3 separate regions of the Zea mays genome follow, and all the other regions are linked to region 1. Evidence: chromatin contacts called from public Hi-C data. All regions are on one chromosome and are shown on one strand. Each heading gives the region's core, a stretch centred on a gene start, on an enhancer-like site or on the middle of the called end of the contact. The rest is flanking DNA. Distances are from core to core; before and after follow the strand shown. Region 1 holds the start of LOC103630621 (GDSL esterase/lipase At4g18970). Region 2 holds the start of LOC100383121. Region 3 holds the start of LOC103630608.

The links. Hi-C and Micro-C count contacts between places; a contact is called where the count stands out from the background.
Region 2: a contact with region 1 is called in a Hi-C map of tassel, with 2.4 times the contacts expected there. The contact joins the promoter of LOC100383121 here to the promoter of LOC103630621 in region 1.
Region 3: a Hi-C map of tassel shows a contact between it and region 1, with 3 times the contacts expected there. The contact joins the promoter of LOC103630608 here to the promoter of LOC103630621 in region 1. A contact is called at or near these places in 5 of 25 Hi-C or Micro-C datasets (ear, leaf, leaf mesophyll and 1 more).

Annotation. Positions count from the first base shown.
Region 1 is chr6:170,686,905-170,690,409 of Zm-B73-REFERENCE-NAM-5.0, reverse strand. LOC103630621 (GDSL esterase/lipase At4g18970) reads left to right here and starts at 1,954. Exons shown (of 4, transcript XM_008651668.4): 1 at 1,954-2,247; 2 at 2,411-2,535; 3 at 2,622-3,132; 4 at 3,209-3,505. The coding sequence starts at 2,004. The coding sequence ends at 3,318.
Region 2 is chr6:170,417,537-170,421,150 of Zm-B73-REFERENCE-NAM-5.0, reverse strand. It overlaps LOC100383121, which reads right to left and starts at 1,599. Exons shown (of 7, transcript NM_001175787.1): 1 at 1,450-1,599; 2 at 1,321-1,347; 3 at 1,109-1,208; 4 at 227-373; 5 at 64-144. The coding sequence starts at 1,502.
Region 3 is chr6:170,395,954-170,399,490 of Zm-B73-REFERENCE-NAM-5.0, reverse strand. It overlaps LOC103630608, which reads left to right and starts at 2,232. Exons shown (of 1, transcript XM_008651655.4): 1 at 2,232-3,425. The coding sequence starts at 2,749. The coding sequence ends at 3,174.

The DNA.
Region 1 (3,505 bases), core at 705-3,204:
CCTGGTGCCCGGGTCGGGGCCGGAAGTCGCGCGTGGGGCCTGTCCATCGAACAAAAGCGAGAGAAAACGTGCATCGGCCGGTGGTGGCCCGTACGGTGGGCTGGGCTCGAATCAACAGCAGATGAATTGGTAGACAAGACAGCGCGATGCATGAATAGTGCGTGATTGGGCTTCTCGAGATAGACGCGGTTAATTGGGCCGGATTGCACACGCAAAAACAAAAAAAAAAAACTGTCGGCGTTTGCAGTTGCAGTTGGGCAGTGTGCACACACGTTAACAACAGCAGAAGCAGCAAATGACACGGCTCGGCTCATCAATTAGCTGCTGCCACAAACAAGGGTTTACCTGTCGGCTCATCAATTAGCTACTACTAATAATCAGCAGCGCTCGGCACTCTGGCAGCACAAGCGCAGGACCCACCAGTACTGTGTGCGTGACAGCGTGAGTACTGAGTTGGGAAGCCACACCCCACACCACACGGCGTATTGGCTGTCAACCGACCCGGATCGATCGACTAGTTGCGGTTGCCGTCGGTTGCTCGGACACTCAGCCCTGTCAAGGTAGCAGTACTCCTCCCGGCCTTATCACTCCGGTGCAGTGCAGTGGAAACAAAAGGCAGAAATCCCTACCACGGCGGCGCATTGATGAATCCCCGCTGCTGTGACTCAGAGCCTGACGAGGGGGTGCTATGCTACGGCCTACTCCGGGCTAGGGTGTGGAGCGAGTGTCTGGGACTGGGAGAATCCAGCGTCGTGTACTGTCCACGCGTACGCGGGTTCTCGGCAAGGCCAAGTGGGCAACATGGCAGGGTGGCAAGACGGTACTGTATGTACCTACCGGCACTACGCTTCGACGCCTCCTTTTTTCCAAAACCTTCCAAGCCCCGCGTTCAAACTGTGCCTAGGCGACGGATCCTCGGTGCTAGTAGATCACACACACACACACACACACGGGCGAAATGTCGGCGAGTTAATGACGGTGGTTAAAGTGAAACCTGGATCCAGCACCAGCAGCAGTCTTTCAGGTTTCAAGAACACTCAGGTCCTGCGTTACTGTGGACTGTGGTAAAAGTGCCGGAAGTTCAGTTCGACGGGGGAAGAAAAGAAGGGCCGCACCTGCACACAGCACACCTACTACACTAGTACACTGCTGCAATGTACTACCTGGGCCGTGCTCCAAAAGTCGTAACCACTCGGAGACTTCCCTCTGTCCTATCTCCGATCACTGATACATCTCACACCCTCACCACACCGTGACATAATTTGCCAGTAGGGTTTACGGTGCGGTATCGATAATAACCACACTACTTGCACAACAGCTCACTTCTTCGTTATTTTTTTTTTGTCAAGTGGGGTCGATCTGGCGCTGCCTATGATTCAAGTGTGAGAATTCAGCAACAGCCAGCCAGCTCCTGTTTCCGTGTACATACGCTTTCTAAAAGCTGGACCAGGCCGGCCCAATGCTCCAGTTGCCCGTGCGCGCTGCTTCGCCCCCTACCCCAGGCCTAGCCGCACGGAAATGAATGCGGGCCCACTGCCCGGACGACTTGCAACTAGTCTCCACCCTGTTCAATTAAATCCACAGACGCTGGGAAAACAATTCTTTTTGAAAGGTAGAAATAAATAAAAGATTGTGGGCTGTTGAAGTGCAATCTAACCCCTTTCTCAGACTATCTTCTAAATAACTACTTTTCGCAGAATCAGGCGTGTCATCTCTAGACGATGAGATTACACCAGTCAGCTACAGATGACGAATCTGATTAAAAAAAATTTGGTGCTAGTATACTCTAATCGTTTTACGCTAGATATGTTGTCATTAATTAATTGATAAAAAAAAAACAATATTTGTAACTGATGCCATGCATGCAGCAGGCTGCACGGCACGGTCGTCCGGAACTCCGGATGATGATATAAGACCAGCGTCACCCCCGCGCGCGCAGCCTGCTGTGATGCGCCCAAGTCGATCAATCATCGTCCGCTCTCATCATCTCATCGCAAAGCCAAATGTATCGAACGGCCGTCGTGACTGCCGCGGCCTTGGCCTTGGCCGTGCTCAGCGCGGCGGCGATGACGGCGGCGGCGCCGCAGGTGCCCTGCTACTTCATCTTCGGGGACTCGCTCGTGGACAACGGCAACAACAACTTCATCGTGTCGATGGCGCGGGCTAACTACCCGCCCTACGGGATCGACTTCGCCGGCGGGCCCACCGGCCGCTTCAGCAACGGCCTCACCACCGTCGATGTCATCGGTAAGCTGCCGCTGCCGGCTGCCGGCCGGGTCAACAAGACCAGGGCCAAGACGAGCGAACCTGCTGCACGGATACTAGCTATAGCTACAAGTAGTTTTCACGCCATCGTAGTACGTCCAGTTCACTAGTGTGGCATTGTTTGCTTCGTGTCCGTGGCGTGCAGCTAAGCTCCTGGGCTTCGACGACTTGGTGCCCCCGTTCTCCGAAGCAAGCGGCCAGCAGCTCCTCCGCGGCGCCAACTTCGCCTCCGCCGCCGCGGGGATCCGGGAGGAGACGGGCCAGCAGCTGGTAGGTAGTGTAGACGCATGCATGCATGCATATACGAACTGAGTAGGTAACTGACTGACTGACTGAACGAAAACCGACGCACACAGGGCGCCCGGATCAGCTTCAGCGGGCAGGTGCAGAACTACCAGGCGGCGGTGCAGGAGGTGGTGAGCATCCTGGGCGACGACGAGGCCGCGGCGGCGGCGCACCTGGGGCGGTGCGTCTTCACGGTGGGCATGGGCAGCAACGACTACCTGAACAACTACTTCATGCCGGCCCTGTACAGCACGGGCAGCCGGTACACGCCGGAGCGGTACGCGGACGCGCTGGCCGAGCAGTACGCGGGCGCGCTGCGGGCGATGTACCGGTACGGCGCCCGCAAGGTGGCGCTCGTCGGCGTGGGGCAGGTCGGGTGCAGCCCCAACGAGCTGGCGCAGCGCAGCTCCGACGGCGTCGCCTGCGTGGAGCTGGAGCAGATCAACGGCGCCGTCCGGATGTTCAACCGCAGGCTCGTCGGCCTGGTGGACAGCTTCAACAGGATCCTCCCCGGCGCGCACTTCACGTACGTCAACGTCTACGGCATCTTCGAGGACATCATCAAGTCACCCGGAGCCCATGGTGGGTTAATTAGAAGAGAAGATGGCACAGCAGTCGTCTGTCGGTTAATAATTATACTGATGCATGGATTGTTCAGGGCTGAAGGTGACCAACGCGGGGTGCTGCGGCGTGGGCAGGAACAACGGGCAGGTGACGTGCCTGCCGTTCCAGACGCCGTGCGGCAACCGCCACGAGTACCTCTTCTGAAGGTTGCATGCAGCATTCACTAGGCTGTTTTGCACCGGCAACAAGCGTGGAGTGCGTCCTGAGGCTCTGCAGGTTTTCACTGTTGGGGGTTGCGGATGCGCTCTCGATGAGGCAGAGCAGTGCAGTGCAGTGCGTCGGGCCGGCTGGCCCGCTGTCTGCCGTGCGGCTTACTGGGCCGACCGGGCGA
Region 2 (3,614 bases), core at 350-2,849, 270 kb after region 1:
ACCAGCACAATCTAGTTCAAGCGGAGAATTTATTCTGAGAGCAAATCGTGCAGTGGTGTTTACCACGCGGCTGTTGCCACCATCTACATCAACTTTGTTACCCAACAGAACAAAAGGGAAATTATCAGGATCTGATGGGCTAGCCTGCAGAGGGAAACATCCAAAGTTAGATAAAAAGACAGGATTGCTGTGAGACTGAACTAATAAACCATTGGAGATATTTCACCTGAATTAGAAACTCTTCTCGCCAGTTATTCAGGTTGTCAAATGATTTCATAGAATTAACATCATAGACTAGGACACAACAATCTGCTCCCCGGTAGAATGCAACGCCGAGACTCTGAAACCTTTCCTGGCCAGCAGTGTCCCATATCTACAAAGATATGTTGTTAAATACCCTAAACCAGCGGACAATACCTTTGACATTTCTCTTCACATCATATTATTCTGAATCTACATTTATTATGTACGCAATAGAGACGACCAAGATGAAGAAGCATAAAAAAATAACAGATATCTAGAAGGTTTGAAATTATCTGAACAGTCATCTGTTAATTAAGCAAAGATCAAGATTTCGGTCAAGTACAAAAAAGGGTTAATGACACACTTGTCCCAAATGCCCTATGCTAATCTAAACAACATCATGACAATCAGCAGCGCGATGCCAACATCTGATTCACTATTAATGAAAATAATGTACATGCCCACAAGTTGTGAAGAGTACACTTTTTACAATTTAGGAGGAGCGTTTTATAGCAGAAATACTTCGCTGCATTGTTTTGCTAATGCAGTAAATTAATGAAGCAATAAAATTGATGAACTGACATTTTGTCAACAAGAGCTAGTGCCGGAGCTCGATATTTCAAGTGCAAGCGAACTGCCTAAATAAAACAGCATATTGGGTAGACTGTGTCGGCCGCAACAAACATGATGCTATGGCCTAACAAGCAAGCATTCGAGTGTTTAACGGCAAACATCCTCTCTTATACTTTTTAAGCATCATGGCTGATAAATTCGCAAACTAATTAATAAAGTACTAAGTTGACGTAAAGAAACCGAACTACTCGCGGAGCACGGCACAGCATATGGATAGGGGAACCAATCTTACTTGCAGAGTGAAGAGCCTGTCCTCGAACTGCACCTCCTTGGTGAGGAAATCCGCGCCGATCGTAGCCTTGTACTGATTGCTGAACTTCTTGTTCACATATCTGAATTACATCACAGCTCAAAGAAAACAAGCCAACCAACCAGAAGAAATAAAAAAATCGACGAAACGAAATCAAGTCAGCTTGTCAAGAATCGATCCGAATCGCAGGATACTGGTTCATCAAGGAAGTCTTCCCAACCCTAGATCACAGGAAACAGAGATCAGCGAGAGACAAAAAGGCAAAGCGTTCGCAAGGGGGGAGCGGGAGTGGGGCCAGGGAGGAGGGGATCTGAAGCGCGCACCCACTATCGCCGAGGATGATGACCTTGAGCAGGGTGCGGCGGCGCGAGGCCATCGGGATCTAGGGCCCACACGGGGCGGCGATCTCGCGCGCGGGGACTGGAAGAGGAAGGCGGAGAGCCGGGGAGAGGGAGACCTGGCCAAGAGACTTGTTGGGGTTGGGGAGCCGTCGCGATGCGTTGCGTTTTGGGGTGGCCTGGTAGTGGTGGGCGCCTGTGATGAGGTGGCGGCCACACCGCGGCCCACAGATGAGCAACTCGCATCCGTTGTAGGTAAGGGCTGCATATCGAGACAGGCTCGGATCGGCAGAATTCGAGCTGGTTTCCCAGAGCTGTTTGACACAGCTGCTGCTTATTAAAGAAACAACTTATCTGATAAGCTAGTAAAAAACAGCTTCTGCTTGTTGTCTGTTTTTAGTTTATTTTAAAAAGCAGCTGAATTAATAAGCTGCTGCAAAAGCTGTCTGTTTGTCAGAACTTCTGCTTAAATTTGTGAAGAAGCTGAAAATAAGCTATGCCAAACAGGGCCTTAAACTAAAGAGTTGGCTCGGTTCGATTCGGCTCGTTAATCTAACGAGTCATAGAGTCAGTTTAGCTCGTTAAGCTAACGAATTATAGAGTCAGCCTAGTTCGGCATGTTTACGAGCTCGAGCTAACTGGTTTAGCTCACGAGCCACAATAGAAAAAACATTATGTGAAAGTCGCCTAGAGGGGGGGTGAATAGGGCGAAACTGAAATTTACAAATATAAACACAACTACAAGCCGGGTTAGCGTTAGTATTAAAGAAACGAGTCCGCAAGAGAGGGCTCAAAACAAATCCCAAGCAAATAAGCAAGTGAGACACGGAGATTTGTTTTACCGAGGTTCGGTTCTTGCAAACCTACTCCCCGTTGAGGAGGCCACAAAGGCCGGATCTCTTTCAACCCTTCCCTCTCTCAAACGATCCGCGGATCGAGTGAGCTTTCTTTTCTCAATCACTTGGAACACAAAGTTCCCGCAAGGACCACCACAAGCTTGGTGTCTCTTGCCTCAATTACAAGTGAGTTTGATTGCAAAGAAAGGATCAAGAAAGAAGAAAGCAATCCAAGCGCAAGAGCTCGAAAGAACACAAGCAAATCACTCTCTCTAATTACTATGGCGTTGTGTGGAGTTTGGAGAGGATTTGATCTCTTTGGTGTGTCTAGAATTGAATGCTAGAGCTCTTGTAGTAGTTGGGAAGTGGAAAACTTGGATGCAATGAATGATGGGGTGGTTGGGGTATTTATAGCCCCAACCACCAAATGTGGCCGTTGGGAGGCTGTCTGTTCGATGGCACACCGGACAGTCCGGTGTACACCGGACAGTCCGGTGCCCCCTGCCACGTCATCACTGCCGTTGGATTCTGATCGTTGGAGCTTCTGACTTGTGGGCCCGCCTGGGTGTCCGGTGCACACCGGACAGCTATTGTTCCTTGTCCGGTGTGCCGGAATGGGCGCGCCTGCCATCTGCGCGCGCAGAGCGCGCATTAAATGCGCAGCAGGTATCCGTTGGCGCGGAGATAGCCGTTGCTCCGGAGTCGCACCGGACAGTCCGGTGCACATCGGACAGTCCGGTGAATTTTAGCGGACTAGCCGTTGGAGTCTCCCGAAGCTGGCGAGTTCCTGAGGCCGACCTCCCTTGGCGCACCGGACACTGTCCGGTGTACACCGGACAGTCCGGTGAATTATAGCGCGAGTGCCTCTGGAAATTCCCGAAGGTGGCGAGTTTGGGGTGGAGTCCTCTGGTGCACCGGACACTGTCCGGTGGTGCACCGGACACTGTCCGGTGTACACCGGACAGTCCGGTGCTCCCAGACCAGAGGGCCTCCGGTTGCCACTTTGCTCCTTTGTTGAATCCAAAACTTGGCCTTTTTATTGGCTGAGTGTGAACCTTTTACACCTGTATAATCTATACACTTGGGCAAACTAGTTAGTCCAATTGTTTGTGTTGGCCAATTCAACCACCAAAATTAATTAGGGACTAGGTGTAAGCCTAATTCCCTTTCAATCTCCCCCCTTTTTGGTGATTGATGCCAACACAAACCAAAGCAAATATAGAAGTGCATAATTGAACTAGTTTGCATAATGTAAGTGTAAAGGTTGCTTGAATTTGAGCCAAAATAAAAACTTACAAGATATGCATGGATTGT
Region 3 (3,537 bases), core at 983-3,482, 290 kb after region 1:
GACTTAGTTGTTCGCATGTAAAATATGGGATTTGCACGGTGAATGAAGTTTGAAATGAAAAACAGCGTCAGGTTCTTTTTATTTCGTTGCCACACTTCGCAATAACTAGCGCGTCATAAATTTGACAAACTATGGCTGACGTTTGCCTGGTGATAGATTTAAGGTTAAAGATCAAAAAGTGAATATCCAAATAGTTAGGATAAAATTAATATTTTAAAATAGACATGTATAAAACCTGATGCTGATATTTTTTTTATATTACCAAAAACATTATTACAAATAAGAACAAGATTTTGTATAAATTGTTTTATATATTATTTGTTGCTCCCTACAAAAAAAAAACGAAAAAATATCAAATTTGTATCCAAATTTTATATCTATCATCATTTGAGAAAATATATGATAAATTTAAAACCTATCTTTTATAAATCTTTACAAGCTCGATGCTAAAAACAAGAATACGAATTTTCATAGCAGATTTTATATCGTATTTATTTACAATCAAAGAAAAAGATAATAAAATATTGATATTCGGATAAGTATATATTTCATCCCTAATTAACGTAATAATGTGTGCCACAACAAAACCGCGACAACGTAATTCAAATTTGTGTAGCGAGCATTTTCAATGCCAGGCATTTGGCGCGCAGCGACCACTGTGGCATGGGACATTGTCTATTTGCCTATCTATAGAACCTTACTCATCCCTATCTCTCGTTTCAAATCTCACTCTTTAAATAGTGCAGTCTACCATACAAAACAAGTGCTCAACAATATTTTGCATGGCGATATACATAATCTACTTGCCCTAGCCTTATCGTACTACCTATGTTTTTCGTTTTGTTTTAGAAACCTTTTTATAAAAATCTTATTTTATTCCTATCTCCCCTCTTCAAAATATTACTTCTTCCTTGTTTTGAAAACTCTTGTAGAACTATTTTTTCTTGCAATCTTTCTTCTTTTAGTGCTAGTTTGGGAACCTCAATTTCTCAAGGGATTTCTATTTTCCTATGGGAAAATGAACTAATTTTCCTTGGGAAAATAGAAATCCCTTGAGAAATTGGGGTTCCTAAACTAGCCCTTATATGGCATGTCATTCTTGTTGTTATTATTATTATTATTATCACGTGAGTCATTTTATTGTCCTTGATCTTGTTATTCTCGAACTTGGAACATTAGCGAGCAAGAAGACTAAGTTCACCATAATTAAAGCCATTCATCTCGAAAATATACTTTCTCTTGCTACTTGTGAAGAATTATGTCTTCCTTAAATCAAACTTGGTGCCCTCATTGTTGAGATTTTGAGCATATTTGTGGTCTTGCTAACCGCTGAGACAGACATATTAGTTTTAAATCGTGCTTAAGAGTCTTAGACAATTAGATTAGTGTGGCAATCAACTGAAGGGTGAAGATCACCAGGAAGATGAAATGGCGGATCGAAAAACAGTGCGAGAGGGAAAGCGGTATTGGTCTTATGACTGTGTTTGTTATTTTGTTTGACTCCTGTTTGGAGTGGCCAGAAGCTGTTGGTCTGTCGAGAGTTCATCTCAGATACATGTAAGAGGGTGTTTAAAACTACTCCTCTCCACGTGTTTGAAACTACTCTACTTCACGTGTTGTTTGCCAAACAGTCTCAACTTCAGCAACTCTGCTCTCCAAAAAATGTGGAATTGGGGTCAACTCCACCGCTTTGGTGGAGCAGCCAAATAGCTACTCCACAAAATATATTTTTAGATGTAAACGTGGAATTCAGGGTTAATTATCCACCAATGTTATTTGTTATGGAGAAATAACGAAACCGTTTTCTGTATTCTTTTTTTCTGTCGCCTATATCGTTGCCTGCATAGGCCTTCTTCCCCGACGCTCTCCTGGCCGCCGCAATCTCCTACTCCTCTTGGCCTCTCCCACGGTTGGTGCAGGCGCTCCTCTTCGTGCTGGGTCCACGCGTCTTGTTTGTGTGCGCCTTCTTCTCGCAGCACGGTGACTGTGTGATCCTTCCTATGCAGCGAACATTTGATATGAGTGGAGGTCAAATTTGAAGGGTACAAGTATCTGATATTTTTAAAGTTGAGTTATTATGTAAGCTAAACAGTTTAAAAACTCTACAAATTTCATGGGAGAGCTACTTTACGGTGAAGTTGGTAGGACAAGTCTAAAAATAGTAGAGCAGAGAAGTCCTAAACACATTACCATTTGTAGTTGGAGAGTCTCTTTGTTTTGGGTTGCAGCCACATGAAGAGTCGGAACTGTAGTCTTTAGCTGTCTCTAGGACGAAACGCTGGTAGCTTATATTATTTTTTTGTTGGTTACGAACTCTTTATTTTCGTTGGTTTTGGTTCAATAGAAACGGCCGGGGTTGCTTCCTGTTCAGGAAAAAAAAATACAGAGAGATAGCGAGGCAACGCTGAGGATACGCTAACGACCAAACTAGATTGGGTTTATACTTGTGATCGATCAGAGGGAGTAACATTAGATCCGATCAAGAATATATACAGATAGATTCTAGCGGATAACAGAAACACATCTATAATCTATCGTAAATAGGTTTCCGACTTTTACCGTCATAATCTATCTGATATCTAGCTCGGTATCTACATGTAACCGTCCCCTCCCTATACTTATAAAAAGAAAAAAACGAAGAGGGAGAGAAGCCATCAGATCAAGAGACCGCCACCAATACACACGACACAGCGTAGGATATTTAGCCGCCGCCTGTCTCGCTGTGCCTGTGTGCCCTCCTGTCAAGCCATGCCGCTCGACATCGAGGACAGCGAGCCGTCGACGCCGACGACCCAGTCGTCGTCCTACTTCTCAGGCTGCATGGCGGCCTCCCCGGCGTGGCCGCTGCCGGCGGGCGTGCGCCGGAGCCCCGCCCGCTACCAGCTGCTCGCCCGCGGAAGCGGGGACGACGCCGGCGGCCGCGGCGCGCGGCGCGCGTGGAGGCGGCTGCTCCGGCGGCTGGTGCGGGAGAGCAAGAGCATCTGCAGCACCGTCTGCAGCAGGGCGCCGCCCGCCGCGGCCACCTTCAAGTACGACGCAGACAGCTACGCCAAGAACTTCGACGACGGCCGCTGCCACCCCTGCGACGTAGCCGCCGCCGGTTGTCCCGCGCCGTCGCGGGTCGCGCCGCTATCGAGCCGGCGCCCGGTCGACCAGTCCGCCGGAGAGAGCTAGCTTTTAGCTATATTAGATAGTAGATCTTTAATTTGCTTATCTTTTTTTTTTGTTAGTTGAGCTGTAGCTGTTGGTCTTGATTCTTGAGGCGGTGGTTGCGACGCCGGTGTCGAGGATGATGGCTTCATCACCGTGCCGTGCCGTGCCGTTGCGTTGCTTCTTGGTTGTACAGATGCATGATTGGGGATGCATGTCTCAAGCAGAGTTCGTTCTCGGCAACAAAACTCCTTCGATGCGTGCGTTCCATCCCACTCTCGCTCTCGATTTCGCTTGCGTCCATGACTTCTCGTGAATCGCGATGAACTGCTGATCCGATTTCTTTATTTTTTTAAAAAAAAAAATCAGCGCAATGTTGCATGCACC